2 separate regions of the Mus musculus genome follow, and region 1 is linked to region 2. Evidence: chromatin contacts called from public ChIA-PET data. All regions are on one chromosome and are shown on one strand. Each heading gives the region's core, a stretch centred on a gene start, on an enhancer-like site or on the middle of the called end of the contact. The rest is flanking DNA. Distances are from core to core; before and after follow the strand shown. Region 1 has its middle 43 kb from the start of Gm35961. Region 2 holds the start of Ndufa4 (Ndufa4, mitochondrial complex associated).

The links. ChIA-PET counts read pairs in DNA pulled down with a chosen protein or histone mark.
Region 1: an RNA polymerase II ChIA-PET map of effector CD8 T cells shows a contact between it and region 2, with 52 read pairs. The contact joins the enhancer-like site here to the promoter of Ndufa4 in region 2. A contact is called at or near these places in 4 of 39 promoter capture datasets (the HPC-7 cell line, HPC-7-derived erythroid cells, embryonic stem cells and 1 more), 1 of 15 datasets of contacts at CTCF or cohesin (pro-B cells), 7 of 484 Hi-C or Micro-C datasets (the AML12 cell line, CD4 T cells, LSK cells and 4 more), 17 of 115 datasets of contacts at active chromatin or transcription factors (CD4 single positive thymocytes, the HPC-7 cell line, Th17 cells and 11 more) and 3 of 9 other capture datasets (adipose tissue, liver and pancreatic islet).

What each region holds. Positions count from the first base shown.
Region 1 is chr6:12,122,017-12,127,000 of GRCm38.p6, forward strand. No RefSeq gene overlaps it. Among named protein-coding and RNA genes, the nearest start is that of Gm35961, 43 kb to the right of the region's middle. Within about 2 kb of position 3,570, at least 118 of the 459 cell types and tissues checked have an H3K27ac peak or open chromatin away from gene starts, as enhancers often do. A contact at or near this core is called in CD4 single positive thymocytes, the HPC-7 cell line, LSK cells and 6 more, where this site is marked.
Region 2 is chr6:11,904,080-11,908,771 of GRCm38.p6, forward strand. It overlaps Ndufa4 (Ndufa4, mitochondrial complex associated), which reads right to left and starts at 3,371. Exons shown (of 4, transcript NM_010886.3): 1 at 3,245-3,371; 2 at 1,941-2,029; 3 at 1,123-1,183. The coding sequence starts at 3,286. It also overlaps a transcript of Phf14 not described here.

The DNA.
Region 1 (4,984 bases), core at 2,320-4,819, 220 kb after region 2:
AGGCTGCTGAGAGCTACCTTCCCAACCTGGGCTGCGTGGGCCTCTCATGAAGAAACAGATTTATTGTACTGTCGCTGGTGCATCACTGAGCTGAGCTGTGAGGGATTGTGGGTAATAAGTTCTCCCCCACCCGCCACCCCAGCCCCGTTGAAGCCAATAACCTGCCTTCTTTATCTCAGTAAGCAGAAGACATAGAGACAAAGAGAAATTGAACTCAGACTCAGATTGCTTATCACCTCATCCTTCTGTGTCCATAGAGTATTCGGTGAACACTGCGGGGGGGGGGGGCAGAATAAAAATAACCCAAGTAGTCATATACATACTCCTAATTTTTACAAAATTTATATCAGTATTTATGATTTTTAATAATATGAGATAATAATAAAATATTTCTGACATTTCTTTTCTTTCTTTTTTCTTTTTTGTCAATAACATATACCTTAGGAGGACGCTTGTTGGAGATGAACAGGAAGGTGTTCACATATACTATGGTTGGTAACATCAGTACCACGTTTTGAGGAGAGTTTAAAAACTGTATAATTTAATTTGTACACTCCTCTTTGATTGTGTGGTTTTACACTAGGGAATTTTCCTCTTCTCATATACTTGTATAAATGAGCAAAGAGAGACGGAGACGGAGTTATCCAACTGGAAGTAAAACTTCGAAACAGCCTAAATGAAATTTGTTTAAATTAGACTTTACAGCAAACTGTTAGTCAATGAAAAAAAATAAATTGGAAAAGGCAAGCTTTAGAACAATTTGTATTGTGTGGAATCTGTGTGTGTGTGTATGTGTGTGTGTGTACTTGGAACATTTTTGGCATGGAATAAAAACATGGAGCTGTAGAGGGAGGAGCTTGATACTTTTGTAAGAAGGAACAATACATCAACAACAGTTTCATTCATGTAAAAGTTAAACACATGCAAGGCAAAGGGCCAGTGGGAGTATAGCCATCAGGAATCTCCTAACACAGACTGATGATGTGCTAAGTGGCTGGCCATATTCAAGAACATCTTTGCTACCCTCTATTACCCTTACAAAGTATAACATCTCCCTTCCTTCTAGTTATGGTCTATGTATGACTTCTGCAATTGGTAAATGTGCCAAGAAATGGGGGGCAGGAAAGCTTGGGAGCTGGCTCAGTGGGTAAAGCGCCTGCAAATGTGAACAACAGAGTTCAAATCCCCAGTACTCATGTGAGCGCTCTGTGGATGGGACGGCTGCCAGCACGTGGGAAGTAGCCACAGGAATCCTGGAGTAAGTGTCAAGCTACTACAGCAGGAATGTATGAGCTTGGGTTCAGCAAGAGACTCTATCTCAACGAATGAAAGAGGAAAATGATAAGCAAAGATTCTTGATATCAACTTCAGGCCTCTACACAGATATGCGCGCACACACACAAAAACACATATGTATGTATATATACACATACATGTGCAAAAATAAAAAGGAATTGAAGTATTGAAGTAAAAAGTAAGTGGTGTGGCTATGTGGAACAGTCATAAAATACCTAGAGATGCTAGGCACAGTACTTATTGACAACCATCAACCACAGGGAACAAATCACTTAACTTCAACTGCCCTTCCTGGTTGTTTGGGCAAGAAGCTATTACAATGCTAGTGTGAGAAACTTAACTGTATTTAAGTCACTTCTATTCTTAAGAAGTAAGACTTGGGGTGCTTCTTGCTCTCCTTTGTATCTAAGACATCACTCATAGTATGAAAAACCAGGAGATCTAGAACATGTGGGAAATAGATGTTCAGTTCTTGGAAAATATGGGAGTTGAGAAGCCACCATATTCTGAGACCACGCCTCTGTTAATGAGGCCTCTACATAACTGCTATTGTGAGCTTTTGTTGATTGAAGACCACTTTATAAAATGGGTCATATTCCTGCTTCACTGGTATTTTAGGGCACGATCTTCAACTCAGGCTATGCTAGATACTGGAGATATGATGATGGAAGAATATGTTTTCATAGAGTTTGCAATCTATCCAGGAAAATAAATACATGACTAAGGAGTTATGATGGAGCTTATAATTGTAGCACAGCAAAAAGGAACAGGTTCCAGTAACCAGGAGCACACACTGACATTCTGGACTGGGAAACACTCTGATGTGTTAATGAAGCTGAAGATATCTACCATATAGACCCCATCCTCAGTGTTTACCAAGATGGTTTATACGGTGTTGTAAACTCAGAATGTAATGACACTTTGTTCTTAGAATAAAGTGAAGCCCTGAAGAATCTTGTGAATTCATTTAATAAATACCTCCCATTTTCCTTTCTGAGAGGCCTTTTGTTTCTGCATTTAACACCATCATAAACATATCTGTGCCCTCTTGAATATTTTTTTAATTAGCTAATTGAGGAAAAATGTCTTTGAATACTGAACAAGAAACAATGGATTCAGATCACCTAGAAAATGTATTAGGGAATATTGAGGCAAATATTAGCAGCTCTCAGTGAACACACAGGAGCTTTTGATGCCAGGAGAGCCCTCCTTCTCTTGCTATAGTCTATACTTCAATCCAATCTTACCTTAGCTTAAATAATTCATATGGAGAACAATAGGCCTGCCCATGTTAATGATGCATCAAAAAGAAAATGGCTTGGGGTGGAAAGATGGCTCAGTGGTTAAGAGCACTGGCTGCTCTTGCAGAAAACCCAGACTTGGTTCCCAGTACACACATAGTGACTCACAACAATCCGTGACTCTATTTCATGAGCTCCAATGTTTTCTTCTGTCCTTTGTGGGCATCAGGAGGGTATGTGGTGCATAAACATAGATAAAAGCAAAATGCTCATACACGTGAAAAATAAAAATTATGAATAAATAAACCGAGGAGGAAGAATACATAATAAAAATGCATCATGAAATTCACAAATAGTTAATAAAATATTAATTTACAAAGCAAATAGATACAGTAGGTACGCAGAACAGAATATGCACATGTGATTCTCCATTTGCTCTTCTTTGAATGTGTATCAGTTGCTTTTCTCATTGTTTAAATCAGGAACAGGACAGGAAGCATCTAAAGTGAGGATGGACTCGGTCTGACTTACAGTTTGAAGGTATGGTCCACCGTGGTGGGGAAGTATTTGAGACTGTGAGCCGCACAGGGCTGTGGCTGCGGAAACATGGTGGGGTGTTACATCTCTACAGGAAACGAAGCTGGGCAGGACAGGAAGACAGGGACCACTATAAACCTCAAGCCACTCCTCCAGCTAGCCCCACCTCTCAGAGACTCTGAAACCTCCCAGTAGAGTACCACCAGCTGGGTTTCAGTATTCAAACACATGAATTAACAAAAGCAGGCTGTCTGCTTTAATGCATCCCATTCAGGTTCTCTTTCATCGCACAGTAAGAGGCGAGCGGAGGGAAGGCAATAGGTAGTCCTAGTCCAATAAAACAAAATAAAATTATAAAATAAAGAGCACAAATGTTCTGTGTCAATTTTGTTTGATAGCCCAGTGTCTTCAGAATGAGAGCTCTGCAGTTTCCAGAGGGCTGTAGACTAGAATTAGTCTCTCGCCATCTGCTGGATTGAGACCGGCTTTGCAGTGCTTCGGTTCCGTGGTGAGGAAAGGATTATAGGACACATTTAATGTCTTTCCTGCTGCCGGCCAGAGATAGAGTACGCCCTTGTTTCTCAACTTGTAGTCGTTTCCTGTGAGTGCAGTGTCTCTTCCCCTTTGTCTTTACTGCTACAAAGTCAGACTCAAATGAAAATTCCATTTATGTTTCGAACCTGACGTGTATAAAACATGGCCTCTACAGACAAATGATATTCAGGGAGATGATGGTGCTTTGGGCTTGAGCTTCACCCTCAAGCTTGTTTAGATGACTGTGTTCAGCCAGGGGGCAAAATGTGCTCAAAAATCCAAACTACTGATCTTGTTTTGTCTTGTCTTTTTTTTTTTTAACTCCTCTTTGCTTTTTCTTTTCTTTTCTTCTCTTCTCCTCTCCTCTCCTCTCCTCTCCTCTCCTCTCCTCTCCTCTCCTCTCCTCTCCTCTCCTCTCCTCTCCTCTCCTCTCCTCTTTTCTTTTTTTCCTTGCAAACATCTTGTAGATAAAACCTTGTGTTCTCGCAAGGTTTATTCTCACAAATGCACTGTATGTGATCTGAGAAAGAAGATATCTCAGTAAAGAAGTGGACTAGCCGAACAAGGGACACTTATATTATCAGGTTTATGGGAAAATCAAATATATATATATATAACTTTTGAGAGATAATTAGGCTGTTTTTAAAATCAAATAATTGTTTGTTCACAGGGTGGGATGAAGTTGAAGACCACTTCCTCGTGGTACATAGACGGAGGTAGGGTCAGTGCTGTTTTAGGGAAGGGAATATTGAGTATGAGGAGATGGTGCTCAGGGATGAGAGACTTCATGGGCTTTAGACTTGGAGGCGCAGGCACATTTACATGACAAACAAATGTTGCCAGTAGTTTTTGTTTGTTTGTTTAATTGATTGATTGGTTTTTAAAAGATAGTGGCCTTCTACGTTTGAAGCCCAGATTCCAACCCAGCATTTATCTGCCCCAGCCTCCCAGGAAGCTGTGCTGCAGAAGCCTGGGGTAGCCTCCCTCAGCCTTGAAGCAGGCTGGTCCAGACTTTGATCTTGCTGCCACTAAGAAGGAGATTACTTAGGGTAGAGCCTTCTGACCTTGATGGCTCTATTTGCTCTTCTCCAAGACTCTGCTTCCCGCTGAAAGGTCCTTGAGATGTTCCAGAGACACACCCTGTAGATCGCCTACGGGCTGGCTCCAGGCACCAAGAATGGGCTGGCGGGGGATGGGCCTACCTTCTTTATAAGCAAGGACTCTCAGTAAACCTCAGGGTCTTTGAACAGCAAGGTTTGTCTTGGCCACGTTCTTTTCTCGCTGTCTGATCAGGGGAACCCAGTTTCATGTGGCTGCAGGCGGCTACAGCCTGGTGCCCTGCTCAGTTGGCTAGAATGATTTCTATGCTAAAGACT
Region 2 (4,692 bases), core at 2,121-4,620:
TCTTAAAACAGCAGCATTCCACCTCCAGGTAACATGGCCTTACATCAGCCTATGTCATCATTTTCCAAAGCACTGGTAACTAGTATAACTATTAGAATCATCTGGTACATTTTCTGAAAAATATTTACACAATATTCCAATATACTTTTTGGTTAAACATCCAAACTCTAGTTCTTTTTTCTCCTTTTTTAAACGTTAGATGCAGATATATCCCTCCCCCGAATAACTGGTACTTAAAATTCCTAAGACAAAATTACAAGTGAGAATATCTGTTTACTGTTTCTTGAGTACATTGTTAAAAATACGTATCAGACATTCTGTTTCAGAGTGGCTAGTAAATTTCCTGTTGTATCTTTAGAGGCAGCAACTTATCTTAAAAGCCAAATTATAGTTGGGGTAAGCAGAAAGTTTTAAGCAAATAAAGAGTAAATCATAAAAGCTGCTATAAATAGTACTAAAGGGCACCTATCTCTACCACAGACACTTCCCCCAGGTGTTAGTCAAAGAAGACTTTGTGTCTCTTCCTGAGTGCTAAGGTAAACAACTACTGGCTGCTTAGAAACAGCTGATAGTATAACATATGGGATACTTTAAATAGATAAATCTGTATGACATGAAATTATATCCAAATATAGCAATATTTTGGTAATGTGAGGGTCTTCATGTAAAAGCATTTACGTATAAAGTCTCATTTGTGAAATCAATATTCTGGGCGAATGAACACATTCTTTCAAAACAAAAACCAAACAAAAAAAAAATAGCTACACAGAGCACTCCTCTGAGAAAATGTTAAAGGTTAACTATGAGGCTCATGGCAAAATTTAATTTCAACTTTCATCTCTTCCTACTAATCCACACCAAAAATACTTGAATCATAGCAAGAAGAAACAGCCAAGCAAAGCACCCAAGAGACCAGAGTTGCCCACACATCAACAGCAGCAGCACCTGAAGATTAGGCAACTCAAACCTTCAGTCCCAGCTAACTCAACGGGGCAGGGGCTCTTCACGTTCAATATAATAAAAACAGGATTTCACTTGCATATCCCATTTCAAGAGAACTACCATATAGCCACATCTGCTACAATATGCTTTCCTGCAATTTTTAACCACTTTGTACCTTACCTTATATTGTTCATTGGGACCCAGTTTGTTCCATGGCTCTGGGTTGTTCTTTCTGTCCCAGCTAAAATGGATAAAATATTGTAATTATTATAGTAATGAAACACTACTTACAATAGTATTTTAAAAATACTTCCTTAGAAGCTAGTACTTTGAATAAGTCAATCTCACTTTTTATTAGGCATTACTTTCATTACAGAGCTAAACAGAAGTAGAGTTTATAGGTAAACAAGCATGTAACTGGTAAAATCACAGAACACCACTCTTTGGGATATCTGTCTACATCCCTGTCTTTATAACAGAAATGTTTGTATTTGGCTTTTATCATTTTCCAACTAAAAAAAAAGACCAGTTTATTGAGGAAAAAGTAGGTTACACTCACATACAACAGGAATCGTGGTTACGTATTTCATAAAAAGCAACTGCTGTCAGGCATGATGGTGCATGCCTTTAATTCCGGCACTAGAGAGGCCAACCTGATTTACACAGTGAGTTCCAGGACGGCCAGATGTATAGTGTGAGGATGCCTCCAGCCATAACATAAACAAGCAAACAAACAACAACAACAAAAAAAACCTCAAGTGCTATCCAACCTTCAAAATGTAAGAGTTGGTATTAGCAATTCTACTTGACCAATATGAAACTACAACTTGGGGAGGCGAGATTGAGATGAGCTCACGAAGCCAGCCAAGTAAAAGTCAGCAGCCCTGGGCTGACTGCAAAGCTACAAACTGTAGTTGTTTCTACTCTGTGACTTCTCCCGTGACTGGGGCCCCCAGCCAGATGATTAGCCATCCAAATATTAAAGCATTTACACTCACCTGACATCTGGATTAAACAGTGCCAAGCGCATCACATACAGTGCTGCTCCAGTACCCCCTGCTCCAATAAATACGAAGAGAGGAATCAACTAGAAACAAATAGACAAAGAAGAGTAGCCATCATCACATCCCTTGATCTTGTCCAAATAAGGGCACACTGGTTCCTTTCTATATAAGCCAACCTCTAAATCTGCTATTTGGCTAATTTGTCCTACAATGGGAATAACGGTTGAACTTGGATTGAAGCAGTGTTTCTTTCAATTGTATTCTAAAGGCATGATCTCTGTAAAAAGACATCAGGATGGTGTTGGCTTAAGAGTCCAACTTCCTTACATGGATTAAATTATATGAACAAATAATCCTATCAAGTACATTCACCTCTGTAAGTCTTGAACAGCATTCCCATTAAATTTCATTGCTTCCCTGGAAGTAACGAGATATACTTCCCTGGTAGGCTGGGAGCGGAATCTCTTCGGGAACTACTGAAAAGTGGCCCTTAAAAGTTCTGTGAGCCAGGCAATGTGGCGTACACCTTTGATCCAGCAACTGGGAAGCAGAGGCAGGCAGATTTCTGAGTTTGAGGCCAGCCTGGTCCACAGAATGAGTTCCAGGACAGCCAGGGCTATACAGAGAAACCCTGTCTCGAAAAACCAAAAGTTCTGTGAACATAATCTCTGTGAAATAAAGAGCATAACTAGCGGACAGAAATGCCTATTAAAAGCACTAGTTTTAGGAATGAACTCTGAAAACAGACTGCAGTTAATTTTGCTGAGTATTTAGAAAACCAGGCTTAAGGCAAAGATGAAGGCCCATCAGTGGGAGTTTTAGGTACACAGCATCCTCTATCGAGCTATACTGGACGAAAGTGACAGGTCAAGAAAACTTAAATCAATTTTGCCAGTGTCAAGTTTTCCAAGCAAAGTGGGGATTACACGATGACGATCCCTTGCACTTCTGAAGGTTTGGTGGTGCAATGCAGTGACTCTAAAAGCCGCAAAGAGCAGCATAACAAACTTGGCCTCTCTTGGATTCTAATCACTCAACGTACCACTCACCCCTCTTGGGACCAAGTAATCTGAGAGCCACAGTGTTCCAACACTCAGAATGTTTACCTTTCTCCCTGATCTCTGCCACCTTCTGCTTCAGGCAACCTCACCTCCACCCCAGGTAGAGGCTTCAAGCAATCAGGTCATCCCAACAACAGAATGTAACCCCAAGGAACAGAGAAAAGAGAACGTCCCCAGGGGACACGGGCAGGAGCAACCACAGCTAAGAGGCCACCCTGGCAAAGACCGTGAACTTACGCTGGGATGCTTCTTGGCTTGCCCGAGGATCTGGCGGAGCATGTTTGCGGCACAGGCCTACCTACACGCAGAGAGAAGATTAGGACACACGCTAAGCCGCTTCTGCAACCTGGCTGAGCGGACGTCCAAAGTCACCCAGGACCTCCTACCTGAAGGACCCCTGGCGCTGAGGGCAGCCTGCAGCAGGAAAGCCCGGATGCGGCTGTCCTCTAAGGTGCCTGAATAGGTAGTCAGCCCTCGCGCGATTGCCCTAAATGTCCCGACCACTTCTTCGCATTTTTGAGTTCATGATCCATCAGTTCTCCACCATGCATCTTTTTGATAGGTTTATTTTTTTATTTTTTGCATAGCAGGCAGAGCGTCTCGACTGGTGAGACAGGCACTTTTCAGGACGGCATGCGTATAGACCAGGGTCATCCGGCGGTCCGCTGGCAGTGCGCTCGGCGGGCGCGGCTTCCTTAGCGGCGCCTCCCGGCCAGGGCCGCGCGTGGACGCGCTTGGGGGCGCGCGTGTGGGGCGCGCGCCGCGCCGCCCGGAGGGCCCCGGAGGGAGCTGCCAGGCGCCTCTGCAGGCTCAGCGCCCAGATCCCGCAGGACAGGTCGAGTCTCCAGCCGCCGGGGTCAACGGCTGCGGTTTAAGACTGCAGCTGCTTCCTGACTTTCACTGGCGCTTAGGGACAGAAGTTGAAACACTAGTAAGTGACTTAAAGCTGGCCATAGTTTCTACAATGTGATTTCTAGATTCTTAGGTCGTGGCACTATTGAAGAGTTGTCGCCCCCCAAAGAAGTTTTGCAACATGCCACCATCTCTTTTTGGTCCAGATATTGAATCCTTAAAAGTATCTTCATTGGCCGTGTTGCTGAACTTAACCTTTTCTACCATCCTAAGTCAATGTTCATTTATCTCTTTGCAAATTTACTTTTACCCAAAAGTTCTTCCTTGGGGCAGGTTTAATGGGCACTTTCGAATCACAGCCAACAATTTGGACTCCCTACACATGTTAAAACGTTTCAAATAATAAGGAGAGGGTTTCGCCGAAACTGCTAAACTGAACAGGTAGCATTAGCCCAGTACAGGCTTCAGGTGGCGGTGTATAAGGAAGACAATTCACATGAAGGCATGAAGCACACAGTCTACCATTTAAAAGGGAAGGCAAAGTAGGAGCCACATCCGAGGCAGGGACCACTTATGCAAGGACTTTATGTTCAGGACTTTCAGAAGTTCACCAATAAGATTATATGGTTGAAAAGAATTCCTTTGGCTATGAAGAATGGAGTAGATAAAAGGGCTATTGTAGTTGTCCATGTGAGAGAATTTTTAGTTGTCCTGGGGGTGGGGAGGAATGTACTGATTGGGGAAAAAAAATCACCAAAAATATCAGAGAAAATTTTGTGGTATCAACAGAACTTGATAGTTGGATGGTTATGGGTGAATGAGTGAAAAAGAAT